Regions from separate parts of the Mus musculus genome. Here region 2 is linked to region 1. A link is a contact called in public Hi-C data. All regions are on one chromosome and are shown on one strand. The core of a region is the stretch at or near the end of the contact, and the rest is flanking DNA. Distances in the headings are between cores, read along the strand shown. Region 1 overlaps Gm38722 (a long non-coding RNA gene). Region 2 overlaps Col26a1 (collagen, type XXVI, alpha 1).

Region 1 (7,007 bases), core at 2,602-5,101:
CAGCACAGTCAGGCAGCTGTCTGTGACATCCCAGAGGTCACATTCCCAACTGTGAAATGGACGGATGACAACAAACACTCAGTGACACTTCCCTGCCAGCTGCTGTACATGCTCTGAGACGGTTCTATTGCTCTCTGTCCAGAAATAAAGCTAGAGCCACACAAGTCATTGATGTCCACAGCTAATGCCTGCAGGGGTGCACACCTGGAATCCCAGCTGATGCTCACGTGTGAGAGGGTCATGAGTTCAAGGCCAGCCTGGAGGACACAGTGAGACACAAAACATGGAAAAAGAAAAGGCAGGAAGTATGAGGAGAGAAGAAAGGAATGAGGAAGGAAAGAAAAGAGGAGAAAAGAAAGAGGGATAAAGAAGAAATGGGAGGGAGGGAAGGAGGAAAGAGAAGAAAGGGAAGGAAAGAGGGAGAAGAGAGTGGGGATAGTCTGGGACGGCAGCTCACTTGGCACAGTGCTTGTCTGGTACACAGGAAGCCCCGGGAGTCACTCCCAGCCCTGTATAAGCCACGCATGATAGAACATGCTTATAACCTCCTCAGTCAGGGTGGAGGCAGGAGAATCACAAGTTCAAGGTCATCTTTGACTCCAGGGCAAGTTGGAGGCCAGCCAGCCTGGGCTACATTGAGACCCCGTCTCTAAATTGAACGAATGAATGAGGGAGGGAAGGAGGAAGATGGGCACTGTAGAAGGCAGGCCTGGGTGCCCACAGTGCCTGTGGAATGTGGTCAGACATATATAGTGGCCCTATGGAATCTTCTGGGCTAATTCCTTCTGGCCAGGAGTTGATGTGTCCCAGGAGGTCTCATCTGGCCTTAGGAATCATCTGCAAGTGGGTCACTCATTACTGTTGAAGTCCCCTTTCCTATGTAGGCTCTACCCCATGTCCCAAGCAGATCCAAGGCCCCATGAGCCCCCACCTGCTGCAAGACCCCACTTAAGCCCAGATCTACTTTCCTTCACAGCCCATCTCTCTGACACCCCACCCACCAGAGGGAAGCTTCTTCTAGCAGCTGTCCCAGCTGGGCTTTGGTCCCTGCTGAGCCTCTCCTATTTTCACATCCCCTCCTCTGCCCAATAAAACAAATAAGAGGGAAATACTAGACAAGTTAATTTGCTAAAATGGACCCAAATGAAATAGCTGATTACATTTTTTCCCCAAAGGAAACTAGAGTTAATTTGGCCAGTGACTTGTGCCAGGCTGCCAGTCTCAACACACACACATCCAAACAGGGCTCCTCCCAGGGCCAGTTGGCAGCTGCCCTGCCCCATAGAGTGGTGCAGTCACCACCCAATGGGAGGTGAAGGTGGGGTGCGGAAGGCAGAAGTGCCCTGGGGAAATACTGTTAAAGGGGCATACATGTCCTGCACTGAAAATGTAGGCATACACATGCATGCACACATTGGCTTGCACAGACAAGCTCACAGTGCACACACCCAAACAAACACACGCTCACAAACACACTCATGCACGGACATGCTCAGAGCAGTCATTCATTCAAGCATACACATGAAAGTATGCACACATCCACACATGCACACACCCATGCAGTCCTGCTTGTGCACAATCTCCAATGCACACCCCCAGGGCATGCACACACTCAAATACAAACACACTCATGCACACATTGCAAGGGTATACACACATAAGCATACGCAAACTCATGAATACACACCCTCATGTTTGCACACATTCAAAGCACACAAACATGGGCTCATGCACCCTCATGCCTGTACACACAAGGCATGCATAAAACAAGCTATTTAATTCCCATGCATCCACACACACTCAAAGCATGCTACACACATCAGTGCACACCCCCCAGAGCATGCACACACAAGCACATGTACTGCCCAGCACTCGCATACATAAAGCATGCACATAGTCACACATGTGTGTTTTACACACCCACATACATGCTCGGGTGTGTTTCACAACTGCACTCCCACTGAGGGCACTTGGTGGGATGACTCAGTGGTCACATCTGCAGACCAATGCTGCTGAACCCATAAGTTAATTATTACTGGAGCTGGGGAGATAGCTCAGTAAAGTGCTGGCCACAGAAGCATGAAGACCAGAATTTGATCCCAGAACCCATGTAAAAAAGCCAATTGTTGTGACATTCATTTCTAATCCCAGCGCTGGGAGCCAGAGGCAGGTGGACCCATGCTGGCCAGGCAGCCCAGACAAACTCATGAACTGTAGGCCAGTGAGAGACCCCGTCTCAAAAATAAGATAGACATTGTCCTGAAGACTAATACCTGAGACTGACCCCACAAGCACTCAAGTGTACGCCTTTACACATGAACATCACACAAACACATACCCCAAATCCACAGGCATACATTCAGGCAAAGCACTCAAACACATTAAATTAAAGTTTGGGAAAGTAAATATATATAATCTTTTTTTTTTTTTGGTTTTTCCAGACAGGGTATAATCTTTTTTAAAATCTTAACAAAGTAAAGTCCATACTGAATGGAGGCTGCACAGCATCCTCTTCATGGTCCCCACCAGAGCACCTCACACTTCCAAACTGACATCACGAAGCAGGGGAGCCCTTCAAGTCCTCCCATCAAGAGGGGGTCCTCAAAGAAGTTTTCAGCCCTTCCTTGGATCCAGGTAGGCACCTGTGAGCCCAAGAAGGGGTGCCAAGTGTGAAAAGCAGGTGTTCCCCAAATCCCACAAGCACGGGGGCTGCAGTCACATACTTCTAGAATGAGGGGCATTTATATCCACAGGCACATCATAAACAAAGATCCACAAGTACACAGAGAGACACACAGTCATACAGACAGACAAACACACACATGGCTACACATACAGACACATGCAGACAGACACACATATAGACAGACAGACATACACATAGTCATACATACAGATACACACAGACAGACAGACACGTACATATAGACAGACAGACACACATGTCCACACATACACACACACACTCATATACAGACAGACACACTCACACATAGCCACAATATAGACACACACATACATATACACAGCCACACATACACAGCCACACATATACACACTCACATACAGATATACCCACACAAAGATGCACACTCACACATAGCCACACAGACAGACAGACACATAGATATACACACACACACATGGAGACACACACATACGCAATCATACACATAGCCACACACACACATAGACAGCAATTCATTCACACACTTACACGCAAACAGATACATACTTGAAAGCTAGCATTTATTTACAGAGTCACCCCCATGCAGGGAAATACATTCACACACAACAGACACACAAACATACATGCGAACACACTAATACCCAAATTCACACACACTGACACTCCCTGAGTCATTTCTTCTTGTTTTCCTCCTCCTCCTCTTCCCTCTTCCTCCTCCTCCTTCTCTTTGTTTCTCCCCCTCATCTCATTTGTACTAGTCTCACATAGCCCAGGCTATCCTTGAATTCATTATGCAGTCAAGAATGGCTTTGAATTTCTGATTCTCCTGCCTCTACCTCCTGGGTGTTAGGATTACAAGTGTGCACCAATGCCTGGATGCCCATAGTTTGTCTTAAAGAATACTCTATACTAGGAAGTTGAGAGCAGAGCAACTACCACATGGACACAAAAACCCAGGTCGGGCCAAAAGCAGGCTAAGACTAAGGTCGGGGCTACGGCCAAAGTCTAGTTAGCACTTGCCGCTGCGCCACCCACTTTCTCCTTATTTTGGCCTCTAAGTGTCAGGAGTCATAGCCCAGTGAGGGATCCAGACTCCCATCTCTCCTTTGCTGTTCTCTCTTTTTAACAACCAAGAAACGGGAAGTTAGACTGGTTTCCACAAACACCACTAGGTGGCGCTCCGCTAACGAAAATCTGAATGGACCGCACGGCCAGCTCATCCAGACCAAGGCTGACCTCCTGCCTCCATCTAAGTCACAGTGCCCCAGGTTCTCAATCCCTGTGTGTCCCAGCCTCAGCTTCCATTTAAGGCCTGAGGCAGATAAATGGGAGAGGGGACAAGGTTAGCTTATGGCTGCTCCCACCCAAGTGGTTCATATCCACTCTGCCTCCCTAGTTTCTAGAACGGAACAGAGGCAGGGTCAGGACGGGGCTCATTGGTAGAGCCGCACCTACAAACACCCAGTGAAGGAGCTGGGAGCCTGGCTCAACAGCAGAGCACCTGCAAAGCCCTGGATCCTAACTCCAGCACCAAAACTTAGTGAGTTAATCAAATTAAAAGTGCGATGATAGAGCCAGGCATGGTGGCAGCTGACTATAATCCTAGCAGCACTCGGGAGGCTGAAGTGGGTAGAAATTGGATTTTAAGGGCAGCCTGAGCTATGGTGAGATAAAGGTTCAGTAAGCAATAGTGACTCAGTTTCCCTCTTTCAGTTCCCCTGGGACAGCACTACCTAGCATCTATCTTTGCCCTCTCAGTTTGGGGGGGATGGTTTCAAAGCCCATAGAGAGATGGGAAGACCCATACTCTCCACTATACCCAAACGAAAGGGTCAGAGGCCCAGGTCCACCACTGAGCCGGCCCCATCCAAGGGAGCAGTTTTAATTTTACTGCTTGTCAGTCCAGGATCCATCCAACATTCCTTCCTCCAGGAAGGCTTTCATGACTTACTCCTAAGTAAAGACTCCAGCTGGACCTTCTACAGTAGGAAGTCCTGGGCCACAAAGTACTGTGGACTCAGAAGGTCCCCTAGTCAGACACACGGTGGGCTTGGCCAGTTGTCAGTGACGGGCTCTGGGGCAGAGATAGAATCACGATACTGGATCTTGGGAAAGCCTGTGAGGTGTCAGACACTGGTGTGATTAGAAAGGCCTTTAGGGTAGGTGATGAAAACTTAGAAAATACCCTAAGAGAAGTAGGTTTCATCTCATGTCATGAACCTCACTGGCTCAGAGAGGTCAAGTGGCTGATAGAACATCACACAGCAGAAGCAACACACAACGTGAGGCTGAGTGAAAAAAAAAGGGGGGGGAAGGAGAGGGAAAGAAAACTAAAATTAAGAAAATAAATATATGGGCCAGGTGTGGTGGCACACGCCTTTAATCCCAGCACTTGGGAGGCAGAGGCAGGCAAATTTCTGAGTTCGAGGCCAGCCTGGTCTACAAAGTGAGTTCCAGGACAGCCAGGGCTACACAGAGAAACCCTGTCCCGAAAAAAAAAAGAAAGAAAGAAAGAAAGAAAGAAAGAAAGAAAGAAAGAAAGAAAGAAAGAAAGAAAGGAAGGAAGGAAGGAAGGAAGGAAGAAAGGAAGGAAGAAAGGAAGGAAGAAAAGAAAATACATATATATATGAACACATGTATACACATGCACATACACTCCTTAGAATAGTCCAGATGGCACCTTTAACTTGTATCAAATGTTATCTACTTCTGTAAGACTCACCCCTAGGTACTATCTGTCACCCTGCCATATTAGCCTTGAGTAATAGACAGACTGCAGTAATACAGTCACCAGGACAATGACAGCAGTAATGAATGTCCCTGTGTGTGTAGAGGTCAGCAGGGCTGGGTCAGGCTGGGTCAGCAGGGCTGGGTCAGCTCAGGCAGCCTCCCCGATGCCAAGTCCCTGCAGTCCATGGACTCAGGCTGAGAGTCCTAGGGCACAGGGCAGATCCAGATGGAAACCCCAGGAAGGCACAGAGGCAGGAGTGAGCTCTGCACTGGCCTTGGGAGTCTGTGTTCTTGCCCCTGGGCAGCTCTGGGTCCTGCTTGGAGCTTCATTCATACAAGGTGAGCTGGCCTGGCTGAGCAGCAGAGAGTGGAGGGGGCGTAGAGACATAAACAGAGAGGCATGTTGCCACTGTGAAGACCACCCAGGGATGCGCATCAGGCCCCTCCTTCTCCCATTCCTTCCCTCTCCCGCTTCCTTTCTTTTCTCAGTGCCGGTCACTATTCATTCACCCAGAGTGTCAGCATCTTCCTCCTCCTCACCTCACAAACCAGCCGGACCAGCCACGAAGCCGGCCAGCGCCGAGGCCAGGCCCTCGGGTGCCAGGTTACCCAGCATGTATCAGAAGACAGCTGACTTCTCTGCTTCCCCTTCCAGAAGCCTGGAAAAGGCGCCAGGCCCAGCTCCCAGCCCCCTCGACATCTGCCACATGGGTGACTGGTGCCAAGTGTCCCTGGACAAGACAATATCTTAAGACTCCCCTTGGGCCAGGTGTGGTGGCCCACGCCATTAATCCCAGCACTTGGCAGAGGCAGAGGCAGAGGAGGCAGAGGAGGCAGAGGAGGCAGAGGAGGCAGAGGAGGCAGAGGAGGCAGAGGAGGCAGAGGAGGCAGAGGAGGCAGAGGCAGAGGCAGAGGCAGAGGCAGAGGCAGAGGAGGCAGAGGAGGCAGAGGAGGCAGAGGAGGCAGAGGAGGCAGAGGAGGCAGAGGAGGCAGAGGAGGCAGAGGAGGCAGAGGAGGCAGAGGAGGCAGAGGAGGCAGAGGAGGCAGAGGAGGCAGAGGCAGAGGCAGAGGCAGAGGCAGAGGAGGCAGAGGAGGCAGAGGAGGCAGAGGAGGCAGAGGAGGCAGAGGAGGCAGAGGAGGCAGAGGAGGCAGAGGAGGCAGAGGAGGCAGAGGAGGCAGAGGAGGCAGAGGAGGCAGAGGCAGAGGCAGAGGCAGAGGCAGAGGCAGAGGCAGAGGCAGAGGCAGAGGCAGAGGCAGAGGCAGAGGCAGAGGCAGAGGCAGAGGCAGAGGCAGAGGCAGAGGCAGAGGCAGAGGCAGAGGCAGAGGCAGAGGCAGAGGCAGAGGCAGAGGCAGAGGCAGAGGCAGAGGCAGAGGCAGAGGCAGAGGCAGAGGCAGGCAGAATTTAAGGCCAGCCTGGTCTACATAGTGAGTTCCAGAAAAGCCAGGACTACACAGAGAACCCTTGTCTCTAAATTAATTAATTAATTAATTTTAAAAATAAATAAATAAATAAAATTTAAAAATAAATAAATAAATTTTAAAAGTCTTTGTGGAGTCTCTCAGAGACCATTTGTTCAAAGGTTGATGG
Region 2 (7,262 bases), core at 3,653-6,152, 96 kb before region 1:
AGAATCGGGTGCTGGCCACCCCATCTCCTCCAGTCCCTAGAAGGGTTGGCCGCATAGAGTTGCTAATTCCTGCTTTTCCTCCTGTCTGGGTCTCAGCACATAGCAACCACCATGCAGCCTTTCGACCTCCCATCGGACACCACAACCTCCAGCATGTCCTCCCTGGCTGTCTCCAAGGTTGCAGAAAGGAGAGTGGACCTCAAGGATAGGGCTCTGAGGGATGGGTAGGAGTTTTCCAGTCAAAAAATATTAGAAATTTCTTGCCTGTCTGTCACTAGAGGATATCCTGGTGCCAGGCTTCTGTCTCCTGGGTATCTATACTGTACTCTCACTGTACTCTCTCTCTCTTTTCAGAATGTATGAACTGTACCCGGCTTAGCGACATGAGTGAACGGCTGACCACGCTGGAGGCCAAGGTTAGACTGGCTTGGTGGCCTAGGGAGCCAACCGTGAATGGGGATGGAGGGTCGTGTGGTACATGCTGGATATGGCTAAAGGAAGCCCCTCTGCAAGGAGACAGCCTAGCCTAAGCAGCCTGGCCTTCGTGGCTCCATGTAGCCTCAGATGGACTAGCCTCCTGAGATAGGAACAAGGGGATGACATTCTCAGGGAGTGGCCAATCTAGGGCACTATCCTCCCAAGGCATGCTGGGAGGCTGGTTCAGCGAAGTCAGTCACCGTCTCTCCAAAGCTGCTCTTCCTCAGTTAAGGACCTGCTTGGGACTGGGCACAGGAAACTGAGTAAGAGACTTGGAGGAGGGACAGCCAGCTAGAGGTCAGGTCCTTAGTGGGTGCCCCAGGGACAGAGGACTTGTGGCTTGAGGCCTGGCCTCAAAAGGGAAAGGAAGGGCACGGGGAAACCCGTGCATAGGACAGGGACAGGTGTATTCACTGGCTGGGTACCTTGGGGCTCCACACTGTGGTTCCACTGGGTGGGTGGGTGGGGGAAGGACTGTGTGACAAGACGTCCTGGGGAGACACAGCACACATCTACTCACTCTAGATAGGGAGCCCAGGACAAGCCAAAGTACAGATACCACCAAAGTGCAACTTGGTGGGCCAATGAGTTTTGTTGGGGTTATTCACAGGAATATGGATGAAGGCTTACTTACAGGAACAGAAATGGCTCAAAGCCTCACCACAGCCCCCAGCACAGTTCGTGTGACAGTACACTGCAGCCTCCAGGCAGCTCAGCAGGGTAGAGTATCCTTTCCAGGGGATAAGACTCTCCCTTTTAGTTCCTCCTGGGGGCGCTGTAGAGCACACGCTCAAGTCTACCTACCTGGGAACTTCCAAAGCCAGGGAGCGGCTCGCTCGTTCTCCACTGGATGAGGTTTCCTCGGAGTTAATTCTGCTCTCCCCTGGCCTGGCCTGCTGCCATCCTGGAATGTAGTGCCTCTGTGGCCAGAGAGCAGGGGGCGGGATCAAAGGTGCCTGTAGCATGTCCCTTATAGGGACATACTCTGTTTCTACACACCCAGAGGGGTGGGTGATGAACAAGAAGGGCCTGGGGGGGTGTCCTGCTGAGGTGACAGAACCTTTTAAAGGAATGGGGACTTCTGCAGTGGCTTGGCTGTCTAGGAAGAGCTAGCAGGGATAGGCAGGACTCATCTGAACTCCATACGAGTCAAAATTCAAGTGGTGCCGGCTGGGCTCAGTCAGCAAAGCGCTTGCCTTGTGAGCCTGGGGGCCTGGGTTCGATTCCCAGCACCCATGTGAAAGAGCTAGGCATGGCAGTGTACACTTCTAACCCCAGGCTGGGAGGTGGAGACAGGAGGGTGCTTGGGGCTGACTGGCCAGCCAGCCTAGCTTACTCGGTGAGCCCCAGGTCCCAGAGAGAAACCCTGCTTCAAAAACCAAGGTGAGCAGGGCCTAAGACACATCTGAGATCATCCTCTGACCTCCACACACATGTGTGTCCCCTCACATACATGTGTGTGTCCCCTCACATACATGTGTGCACAGAAATAGGAATGCTGAGCATACCTGGGGGACAAGTGAATGGAAGATGCCCCTCTCCCTAACCTTGTCATCCCGGCACTCTGGATTGTGAGTCTGAGGCTAGCCAGAGCTACATAGCAAGACTGTCAGAAAGGAAGGAAGGAAGGAAGGAAGGAAGGAAGGAAGGAAGGAAGGAAGGAAAGAAGGAAAGAAAGAATATTAAGTCTGAGCTATAGCAAGACTCTATCTAAAAAAAAAGGAATAAATGAATACAAACATGCATAATACATACATACATACATACATACATACATACATACATACATAGAAAGAAAAGATGGGCTGATGAGATGGCTCAGTGGATAAGGGTACTTGCTTCCAAGTCTGATAACCAACCCTTGCAAGTTGTCCTCTGACTACAAGTGTATCCCATCACACCTTACACACAAACACACAAATAAAAACATTAAGGACAGGTTGTGGGGGAATATGCAAAATTTAGTGTACTCAAGGCCCCAGGACAATGTACAGTTTACTGTAATCAGACCACTATGCAAGCAGCCAGGGTCTCCAGCCCAGGCCCAGCGCACTGTTGAGAGCTGAGGGACCGTCTGTTTCTCTGGAGTCAGCATCTCTCTGGAGACTTGGGGGTGTGTGGGGTGGAGAGCTTGGTAAGGGTGAGCAGGCTGCTGGGGAAGAGGCTGGGACAAACTTCTGCCCCTAAGGTTTCAGAGCAGGGGAGGGACGTTGGTCTGATGGGCATTTTCCAAAGTTGCGGTAGGGTTTGGCACAGAGGAAAATCTGACGGCTTGGCCTGGCTCCGGTTCAGCATTCTGGGTGTCAAGTCACAGCTTTTGGGGGCCAGCTGCCTCCTTCGCACCTGGCTCTCATACATGCCCTCTGGCTAAGAGCAATCCCTCCACCCCTAGCTCCCCATTTCTCACTCCCCTTGGGACATAGGGCCTCAGCAATAAACATCACAACTGCCAAACTTGCCCTCTGCCCTTCAGGCTGGCAGAGGGATGGAGGGACCTCAGGGTACCGTGAAAGAGCCAGCTCCAAGATGGGGTGTGGTGTCAGGGTATGATGCCCAAAGAGAAAGCTTGAATCTGAGGAGCCTGGGGCCCACCCTGGGGCAGAGCCCAACTCCTCAGCCCAGCTTGCTTAAAACAGACTTGTGAGCGCTCAGGTAAGGGCTGTGGACCGTGACTCCTCCCCATGCCATTTTCCAGCTGCCTATTCAGTGTTCACGTGTCTCCTGTCTGGGGCAGCCTGCCTAAGAGCCACAGGGCAGAAGCCTAGAGACTGAGACTTCTAGTTTCTCAGATAAGACTACTGTGTGGTTGGGGCTGAAGAGATGGCTCAGTGGTTAAGAACACTGGCTGCTCTTCCAGAGGTCCTGAGTTCAATTCCCAGCAACTACATGGTGGCTCTCAACCATCTCTGATGCCCACTTCTGGCGTAAAGGCGTATATACAGACAGAGCTGTATGGTGCATCAAGTTGCTCAAGACACACACACACACAACCAACAGGAGTTTACTCTCTAAGTATGTTTGTTCAAATGGGAAATCCAGGAATTGTCAGTCTTGGGATTTGTCCCGTGACCAAAGGACCCAGGATCATTAAGACTCTCCCCCCCCCCCCCTCAGGCTCCCCAGGGAATCGGTGTCTGTGACGCTTCGAGTTCTAAAGTGTCCCATCCTCACACTAAATCAATAATATAGAAGAGACAAGGGTTAGACAGCGTGCCCAGCAGACTTGTGCAGGGCTGCTGGGCTGTGTAGTTGCACAGAGGTCACCAGCTAAGCTGACTACTGGACAAAGCAGAAAGAGACTGCCGTGATCTATCGCTAATTACGCTTCCCCAGCCCTCTCTGGGACTCGCATGACAGATGCAACACAACTGGAAGATCTAGAGCAGTGGCTCTTCACCTGTGCGTCACGACCCATTCGGGAGTCAAACGACCCTTTCACAGGGGCTGCCTAAGGCCATTGGAAAACAGATATTTACATGATGATTGCAAAATTGCTGTTATGAAGTAGCACTGAAAATGACTGGGGAGGGAGGGTGTCACCACAGCACAAGGAACTGTGTCAAAGGGCTCCAGCATCAGGAAGGCCGAGAACCACTGCTCTAGAGCAAGGTATGAAGGGAAAGTTGGGGGAACAGGTGGCCATTAGGGTGGACTTCCCTTTGTCCCAGGCAGCATAGGCAAGAGGCCAGCAGGGCACCTGCTCCTCTCCTTTCCTGAGTCCCACTTCACAATCCACAAGAACTGGGAGGCACCCCAAAAAGTTTCTGCGTGTGAAAGTTGCACTGGTCTCTTGATGGAGGAAAGTAAGGACCAGGTTGTGATGACATCATCAGGTCACTGACACAGAATATCTGTAGTCTGGTTTTTTGTTTTGTTTTTTTACTTTTTCTTGAGTGTGTGTGTGTGTGTGTGTGTGTGTGTGTGTGTGTGTGTGTGTGCGCGCGCGCGCGCGCGCGCGCGCGCGTGCGCATGGTCATGAGTGCAGATATGCATGCCAGAGTGTGTGAGCAAGCACAGACAACTTGATGGAAGTCGCTTTTCTCCCTCCATGTGGACCCTAGGGGGCAAATTCAGGTCTGCAGGCTTGGCAGCAAGCTCAGGGGGTAACCCAGAGCCAGCACACCAGCCCATACTCCTACTTTCTTGGACTTGTGTCCACTTGTGTCCCTGTTAAGCTCAGTCTGGGCACAGATGGATTCCCCTCTTAGGACATCAGTCATGCTGAGCCAGGAGTTCAGGGGCTCAGGCTGAAGCAGATTCAGGTTTGACGGAGGCTGGGACACCTCTGCCTCCGTTCGTGGGCTCTGTGGGCCATGGTGGCCAAGTGGAAGCATCCAGAAGGAGTCAACTAACGAGCTGGGGGCAGGGTCCCTTTGAGGAAGCCCAGAACTTAGCAGGAAGAATACCTTGGTCAATCCTTAGCGGCATGGGGTAGACACTTCCTCTGGGATCCCTCTGACTTGATGATTGTCCTGGTCCCCACCAATCTTACCTCCTCCACAGCACCACCCCTCCACACCCCACCCCTGCCACCACACACACACACACACACACACACACACACACACACACACGTCCAACAACACAACTCTGTTCTCAGTAACCAAGCAAAACTGGGGAGCAGCCTTCTTCCCCCATCCCTAACAGAGGTCCCTGTCATGCCATGCTCGCATCTACTGTGCTGAGTCACCCATCCCATGCCACCCTCAGACACACATTCCTTCCGTTAAGTTACTTCCCTTCCCCTCTGCTGCGGCAGCATCCCAGCAGTAGCCTGAGCTCTGGGAAACCCACAGGCTGGGGCAGGATTCCGAACCCTCCCTTTCTGGTGGGAAACCTGGGAGGGGGTGGCAGGGTGTCAGGAGATCCGAGGCTGAGATCCTGGTCTGACCACCCACTCACTGGGTGACCTCAGAGGAGTTAAGTACAGTCTCTGAGTCTTGGTTTCCAGGTCATATATGAGAAAGATGCACAGAACCTTCCTGGCTCAAGGATCAAAGAGAGTGGCTTAGCTGAGTGGCCCTAGCGCCAGGTGGAGAGGAATCCCAGGTAGCTGAATTGGAAAGGCATACATACCTCCCATGAAACCTCAGGCTAGCCAGGTCCCAGGGTAGAGAAAACAGCTGTTTGGCCCATTGATTGCCAGCATCAGGGGGAGTAACGGGGTTCCCAGATGTACCCCTCTGCCCTAGGACCCATCGGACTCCAAGTCTGCCACCCAGAGCAGGGGTTGTCCTGTGTTCAGCCCAGGTACACAGCGCCCTCTGATGGACACTTCAGGAACAGCTAGGGCCCACTGGGTTTTGGAATTTTTATGTTGTTGTTGTTGTTAATTGGCACACAAAAGGGCTGGAGAAATAGCTCAGCATTAAGAGCACCCAGTGGTCTTTCCGAGGACCCAGATTCGGATCCTAGCACCCACATCACAGCTCGCAACTCCAGTTCCAGGGCTTCTGATGTTCTGTTCTGACCTCACGGTGCACAGACAGACATGCAGGCCAGATACTCACATACATAAAATAAAAACAAAAGCTCCAAAAGAGTCAGTGAGCCAAGCTGTGGGTCTCATTACGGTGTTTCCATACAGTGTTTCCATACATTACTTGAAAACTTGAATCAAGGGAAAGAGTTCCAGGCACAGGCTTCCAGTATTTGCCATCTTTGAGCCCCAGTTCCACTGAGAGGAGATGGCAGGGCATGGGGTACTGAGAGCCACTGCCTCAGTTTAGTGCCAACAGATGCCAAGAGCACCGAAACAGGCCATCTATACCTTTCTTTCCTGTCCATCTACCCACCTAACGACTCCTCCACCCATCCACCCATCCATCTGTCCATCCATCCATCCATCCATCCATCCATCCATCCATCCAACCACCCATCGAACCATCCATCTGTCCATCCATTCAACCATCCATCCATCCATCCATCCATCCATCCATCCAACCCTTCATCTGTCCATCCATCCAACCCTCCATCCTTCTATCTTTCTATCTGTCCATGTGTCCATTCATGATTATTCCCCAGTGAAGGAATTTGAACACACTAAGCCACAGAAAGAGGGGACAGGGTGCACACCTCACAGTCTCTCTGTGTCAATGAAGAGGGTGGGGCTCGCTGTCATTCAGTCATAGTGACAAATGGCTACAAATGAACCAGATGGTCTGGAAAGTGCTGCCTGAGAGTCATGAAACTTCTGATGTGGAAGGAAGGACAGAGATGTACCTACCAAAGGACAGCATCCCTGCTGAAAGGCATAACTCACCATGAGCGGCAGACAACTGGTCTCAGTGACCATCAGGGGTCATGTCGTGTGTCCCTGCATACCCATGACCCTGTTCTGCTCAAACAGCAACACTGACACACACACACACACACACACACACACACACACACAAAATGTCTCGTGTAGCCCAGGCTAGCCTTGAACTCCTATATACCCTTGGCTGGCCTTGAACTCTTAAACTCTTAAGGATTTTTTTTTTTTTTTAGATTTATTTATTGATTATAGGTAAGTACACTGTAGCTGTCTTCAGACACTCCAGAAGAGGGAGTCAGATCTCTTTTTTTTTTTTTTTTTGATTTATTTATTGATTATATGTAAGTACACTGTAGCTGTCTTCAGACACTCCAGAAGAGGGAGTCAGATCTCATTACGGATGGTTGTGAGCCACCATGTGGTTGCTGGGATCTGAACTCTGGACCTTCGGAAGAGCAGTCGGGCGCTCTTACCCACTGAGCCATCTCACCAGCCCGAGTCAGATCTCTTTACGGATGGTTGTGAGCCA

What was found. A called contact is a pair of places that touch in the nucleus more often than the background predicts.
Region 2: a contact with region 1 is called in a Hi-C map of bone marrow-derived macrophages, with 4 times the contacts expected there. The contact joins two enhancer-like sites. A contact is called at or near these places in 2 of 15 datasets of contacts at CTCF or cohesin (the NIH/3T3 cell line and embryonic stem cells), 47 of 484 Hi-C or Micro-C datasets (B cells, the G1E-ER4 cell line, the HL-1 cell line and 19 more) and 1 of 9 other capture datasets (embryonic stem cells).

Annotation. Positions count from the first base shown.
Region 1 is chr5:136,661,570-136,668,576 of GRCm38.p6, reverse strand. The region is part of intron 2 of Gm38722 (a long non-coding RNA gene); the gene reads right to left. Among named protein-coding and RNA genes, the nearest start is that of Myl10, 29 kb to the left of the region's middle. Within about 2 kb of position 3,851, at least 23 of the 459 cell types and tissues checked have an H3K27ac peak or open chromatin away from gene starts, as enhancers often do. A contact at or near this core is called in bone marrow-derived macrophages, where this site is marked.
Region 2 is chr5:136,758,456-136,765,717 of GRCm38.p6, reverse strand. It overlaps Col26a1 (collagen, type XXVI, alpha 1), which reads left to right. Exons shown (of 13, transcript NM_001346699.1): 4 at 355-416. Among named protein-coding and RNA genes, the nearest start is that of Gm30654, 65 kb to the left of the region's middle. Within about 2 kb of position 4,902, at least 13 of the 459 cell types and tissues checked have an H3K27ac peak or open chromatin away from gene starts, as enhancers often do. A contact at or near this core is called in bone marrow-derived macrophages, where this site is marked.